Linked DNA regions of Sus scrofa: region 2 is linked to region 1. The links are chromatin contacts, called in public Hi-C maps. All regions are on one chromosome and are shown on one strand. Each heading gives the region's core, a stretch centred on a gene start, on an enhancer-like site or on the middle of the called end of the contact. The rest is flanking DNA. Distances are from core to core; before and after follow the strand shown. Region 1 holds the start of GSPT1 (eukaryotic peptide chain release factor GTP-binding subunit ERF3A). Region 2 holds the start of C3H16orf72 (UPF0472 protein C16orf72 homolog).

Region 1 (3,033 bases), core at 411-2,910:
GACCTACACCACAAAACCCACTGAGCGGGGCCAGGGATAGAACCCACAACCTCATGGTTCCTACTCGGATTCATTAACCACTGAGCAACCTTGGAAACTCCAATATCAACTTTAAAGTGGGACATTCTTAAAGATGCAGCGAGGTCTTTAGAGAACCCTAATAATTGGCTGTAACCAGAACTTTGTATTAATGAGAGTTATACATCTTTTGTGTGTGTGGGGGGGTGGAATCAATGTCCAGAATATTTCCAGAGCAATGAACCACAGACCCATCTAGAAACTTAAAGTCAGCCTTGTTATAATGGATGTCTCCGGTTTAATATTAATTTAATATTAAACCCAATTTCAAACCACTTTAGAATATGATTATGTTTTCAAAGGTAACAGACAGCTCTGTTGTGATTTGTCTCATTAGGCTGAGTTCTTTTATCTTTAAAATAGATGTTTAAAATTAATACCTAGATTTAGGTTTTGGAGCTTAACATAAGGTTTTTAAGAAATATCTTTGTGTGTTCTCTGTACAGACTGTACTCTGTAATTTCTAGCAGATAAATGACACTCTGCTAGACTGGCCCTCTGTCTAGACTTCTAGCAGGAAAATATCAACAATATGTTTTTCTCTGTTTTGGGCTCCGTAACGGTGAATTACAGGAGAACTTAACAGGTATTAAGAACAAGGCTATTTTCCCACTTCAAGCAGTTGGGTCTAGGTTTTTATCTTTCACTTTTTCTCTTTTCCTGGGTTTACCGAACCGCGACCTGGCCGCATGAGACGCAGTCAATAAAGTACTAAGGCAAAACCTGAGCAAATCCTACCCTTCAAAAGAAAACCACTTCACCTAAGGGTGCAAACGAAGTTGGACGCACAAAAATAACCCTGTTAGTTGGCTACATCATGGAATACGGCAATCCTCTGTTTGGTTTGCAAAGCCCTTGGCAGGGAGGAGGAAGGGATGGAAAAGTTTGGGTGAAGGCTTTATGACTAGTCATACAGGCAGTGAGTCATTGTAAGTTTCCAGTTAATAATCCCCTCTGCCGAGGCAGAGCCTGGGCCCGAGCGCTTTACAAGCCACTCTACAGTTCAAGTTGTCATGTCTCACGGTTTTATGGTCTCGTCCACCAAGTGAATACAAAAAATGAAAGACACCCCGCGTCGTCTTTGAAATGTGGGGCAAATTCTGGCTGGGGGCGGGGAGGAGGAAGGTGGAAAGAAAGAGAACAAGGTAGGGAGGCTGTGAGGCAGGGAACACAGAGGGCTGGTGAAAAGAGAAGGAATTTTCAGGAGTTGAAAGCTTTTCTTTCCACCTTAGATCTGCTGTCCGTTTTCCCGCGTCCAGTGCGGAAGGACAGAGCGGACACCCCCGTGGGCTGAGAGACCTGCAGTCCGCGGCCCCGCGAGAAGTCGCGCCAGGGCTCGCTCCTACCCCGGCCCCCACCCGGTGACAGGTGGGGCCGCTGAGAGGTGACCAAACCTCCGCCTTCTCGCGCTGCCTGCCGGGAGACGGCGCCGCTTCCGGTTGCTCCCGGCCCCGAACTCCGACTCCCGTCGGCCCCCGGGAAAACCGCAGCGGGGTCGCGCGGGTGCTGCCGGAACTCGTAGTTCCGCCTTCGCCGCGACTCGTAGCCGGAAACGGGGCCGGCCGGAGCCGAAAACTACCGAGGCGAAGGTACGGGTGGCGGCGAGGGGTCAATTCGCACCAGGCGTGGGGTTGGCGCTGAGGCGGTCGGAGGTGGTTGGAGGTGGTTGGGGTTGGGTGGGAGGAGATCTGCTAGCACACACGAGGAGGGTTGAGCCGTTGCTGCCGCCGCGGTCGTCGTTGCGAGTGCGAAGCCGGGATTAAAGGTGCTGCCGCGACGACGCCGGAGATTGTGTAGTTAGCTCTCCCAGCCTCTCTGCCTCGCAGCTTCCCGGGCTCAGCGCGGCCTGCTCCACCCCGGCCCATCGCCCCCGCCTCCATTTCCCGCCCTCTCTTCACCACACACACGGCCCCCCCGATCATGGATCCGGGCAGTGGTGGCGGCGGCGGTGGCGGAGGAGGTGGGAGCAGCAGCGGCAGCAGCAGCAGCGACTCGGCACCGGATTGCTGGGACCAGGCGGACATGGAAGCCCCCGGACCGGGACCGTGCGGCGGCGCCGGCGGCCCTTTGGCAGCGGCGGCGGCCGAGGCCCAGCGTGAGCACCTCAGCGCGGCCTTCAGCCGGCAACTCAACGTCAACGCCAAGCCCTTCGTGCCCAACGTCCACGCCGCGGAGTTCGTGCCGTCCTTCCTGCGGGGCCCGGCCCAGCCGTCAGCACCCCCAGCTGGCGCCGCCGCCAACAACCACGGAGCCGGCAGCGGCGCGGGAGGCCCTTCGGGTAAAAGGCCGGGACGCCGCTCTTTCCTGGGTTGCGGGAGGAAGCCGGGCGGGGAGGACAGGAGCAGCCGGCCTGGGAGCCTGAGCCCACCTGGGATGGGGATCGGAGTGGGGTCGGGAGCGCGCCAGGCCAGAGGCGCGTGGTCGTGGGGCCAGGCGGCACGTGGGGAGCTGACAGCGGCGCCGGCTGTCCTGGGTGGGGCGCCCCGGGGCCAGGGTGGCGGCCTGCGCAGGGTGGCGGCGGTGGAGGGCCGGGCGGGGTGGGAGCAGCGTGCGGGGCACACCACTGGGGCCGAAGGCCCGAGACCCGCGGCCGGCCTCTTTTTCCGTGGGGCCCCACTTCCCCGCTGGAAGTGGGGACCGTATGGGACGGAGGGGGACCGCCGCTGGACAGTGCCACGAGGCCTAGAAATGAGGACAGATGGAGCCTAGGGTCGGTCGGGTGGTTGTCGAGAGCGCTGAGGGCTTGGGGAGGACGAATGCTGGAGTTTTCCCTTCACCTCGGTCTAGACGAGAGAGCGTCTCGCCGCGATTTCTGTTATTGAAACTGTAATTACGTTTTAAATATCTATGGCACGGAACCATCCTGAAGGAATCCCAGGATGCATTGCAGTCTTGCGATCCGGCAGAAACAGTTGGCTATCAATAGATCTTTTTTCACTCTTAGCATTTTGTAAG
Region 2 (2,776 bases), core at 25-2,524, 2.4 Mb after region 1:
GAGAGAAAGCAATGTTATTTGGGCGTCAATCACTCCGGAACGGCCATATTAGGTTTCGCCATTTTGTTCAAGGTTTTCGGGATCCCGCACTGGGTCGGGGGCCGGCAGGAAGGGGGTCGCGGCGGGCGGCCAGGGGGGGACGCGGGACGCGGGGCGCAGCCGGGGCCCAGGCGCGGCGGTGGGAGGCGCCCCCTCAAAGTCCCCGCCCCGAGACCGGCTCCGGCACAATAGGCCGCCCCGGAGCCTCCCTTCGCCATTTTGTGACCGGGGGCCCCTCCCCTCCCCTCACAGGCCCCGGGCGCCCGGCGGCCCGGCCCCAGAAGCGAGGGGCCCCCCGGGCGGCCCCCAACGCAGGAGCCCCCAGCGCCCGCCCCGGGCCACCCCCCGGGCGCCTCCCGACGGCCCGCCTCCCGCGACGCCATCTTGCGGGGAGGGGGCGGCAGGGCCGCGACGCGACGGCCGGAGCCTCGGAGACCGCCCAACCCCACCGCCAACCCCGGACTCTCCGCCGACCGCCCGACAGCCGGGCCCTAGGCGGCGGCGACGGGGGCGACGGCGCAAGATGGCGGCAGCAGCCCTCACCTTTGTAGAGCTGGGCCACGGCGGTGGCCGAGTTCTGGAAGAGGTGCCACAGTTTCTGCTGCTTGTGCTCGGGCTGCGCGGCGGCCGCCGCCTCCTCCTGCAGCTCGGGGGGCAGCTGCTCGTCCTGCTCCGCCTCGGCCAGGCACTGCCGCTCCCACTTGGAAAACCAGTGCTCGGGCCCGTGCTCCTGGATCTCGGCCTCGCCCTCCTCTTTCCGCTCCTCCATCCTCCGCGGCCTCCCGCGGCCTCGCCGCCGCCGCCGCGTCCTCCTCAGGCGGGGCTCCCGCGGGAGCGTCGTCGTCGAGCGGCCCGGTGGCGGGGCCCAGCGGCCGGCGGCGGCTCCTCGCGGCGACCCAGACCTCCTGCACCCCGACGGCCTGCGAGCCCCGCCCCGCGGCCCCGCGCTGTCCGGGACGACCCCCGCCCCGAGTCTCCCTACCCCCGGGCCCCGCCGAAGGTCGCCGCGGACCGGATGATCGCCGCCGCCCCTCGCCTCGCCGGCCTGAGCCGGTCTACCACCACGCCATAGCGCCGCGGCCTCTCTAGGGCCGCCGCCGCAGACCACCGAGACCTCCGCGAAGCCCGGCCTGCGCCACCGAGCCCACCCCGAAGACTGAGGAACGTCTTCGTCGTCGCCGCCGCCGTCGACGCCTCTGCGGCTGCTGGTCACCGCCCTCCCCCGCCCACATGCTGACTGGGGAAGCACCGCCCACTCGGCCCCGGCTCCCCTGCCCAGTTGGGGCGCGCCCACTCCGAGAGCCCCCATTGGTCCGATCCGACCGGTTCCGCGTGCCGTCCCCTGAATATAGAGCCGTGATTGGCTCGTAGGCCTGTCCGCCTGACGTAACCAGTGGGCGGGGGAAAGGGAGTGAAAGTCAGGAAGGATGAAGACTGGGACAGAGGGGAGGAGCTGACAGTGGTTGCGTCGGAGCCAACCGAGGTGGGGAGGATAGAGAAATGCGCATGCGCGCTAGTTGCAGCCGCAGCTGCCAGGCGGCGTGCGGGGGTCACGTGACCTGGCCCCGCGGCCGCACCCCGAGGGGGCTTTTCCGGCGCTTCCGAGGCCCCGGGGGACGCAAAGTCTAGTCCAGCTACTGGGCCCCTGGGACTGAGGGATGTAGTGGGTGACAGCCTCCTACGCCAGACTCTTGGGCTTCCAAAGAGAAGAGGGAAGTGAAGAAGGTGAATGAACTTGCGAAGCGAGTCTTCGTTTATTTCAGAGACCAATTTCCTAGATTAGCAAGTTGAGCCTTGGAGTCCACAAAAAAACTTCTAAGTGGCTAGGCCGGCGGGCCGCCACCACTCACGCGGCTCGCTTCTCGTTGCGTCCAGGGGGCTCTTGCGCCCGCCCCCCACCCTGACCCGTCCCTTGACTAGACCTCTGCGGCCGCGCAGCCGACTCACAAAGCCGAAAATAAACCTCGGCAGGAGAGCTGTGCCTCGGCCAGGCTGCGTCTGTGCCTTCGTGAAGTTGGCGGCCCCCGCACCTGTCCCAAAAAGCACACTCCTGGGCCATGTGCTGCAGCCTGCGTCACGCGCCAGCCCCCGCCTCCTCCGGCCGGGAATCCTCGTGGCCGCGCCAAGTGGGAGGCCGGGTTTCCAGGGGGTTAGTTCTGCGCCGATTTCTCAATCACCTGCCGTGTGCGATCTCCGCATCACCCGGGCTGCGCGCCTCCTGTGGACCAGGCGCCGAGCTGCGCGCTGTGGTCACCAGGCTGGGGACGTCCCAGGGGCTCAAGGTCTGGAGAGGAAGAAGCCACGTAAAGGGGCGATGACCGCACAGATGCAAAACTGGCCCTTAGACTCATACGCTGACGGCGGGGGTACGAGCCACGGGGGCTTGGATAAGTCCCAGGGGCTGCGAAAGCGCCCTTCTACAAAGCGGTTTGGCTGTAAAGCCATCACTTTTGGAAGAAAATCTGACCTCACTGTGGGCTACAAGTCCCGGCAGGATCTGGCCCCGCCGCCTCCTCTGCGTTCATCTGAACTCCACTCTCTGCTTGGCTAGGGCTGCCCAGCCACACTGCCCTTCTTTCTGCTTCGTCAGACCTCCAAGCTCTTCTCTGCTTCAAGGCCTTTGCCCTCGCAGTTTCCTCTCTCCTGCCTCGTCGTCATTCCTCAAGGTTTGGCTCAAATGGCCTGGAAGCAGAGAACGCTTGTCAGACCAGCTGCGTTAAAGTACCTCCCTCTACAC

Evidence for each region. Hi-C and Micro-C count contacts between places; a contact is called where the count stands out from the background.
Region 2: a Hi-C map of liver shows a contact between it and region 1, with 8 times the contacts expected there. The contact joins the promoter of C3H16orf72 here to the promoter of GSPT1 in region 1. A contact is called at or near these places in 1 of 5 promoter capture datasets (fetal liver) and 2 of 47 Hi-C or Micro-C datasets (heart right ventricle and liver).

Annotation. Positions count from the first base shown.
Region 1 is chr3:31,235,495-31,238,527 of Sscrofa11.1, forward strand. GSPT1 (eukaryotic peptide chain release factor GTP-binding subunit ERF3A) reads left to right here and starts at 1,661. Exons shown (of 15, transcript XM_021086589.1): 1 at 1,661-2,356. The coding sequence starts at 1,999. LOC102166437 (a long non-coding RNA gene) reads right to left here and starts at 1,872. Exons shown (of 2, transcript XR_002342422.1): 1 at 1,306-1,872.
Region 2 is chr3:33,654,064-33,656,839 of Sscrofa11.1, forward strand. It overlaps C3H16orf72 (UPF0472 protein C16orf72 homolog), which reads right to left and starts at 1,275. Exons shown (of 4, transcript XM_003354616.4): 1 at 583-1,275. The coding sequence starts at 808.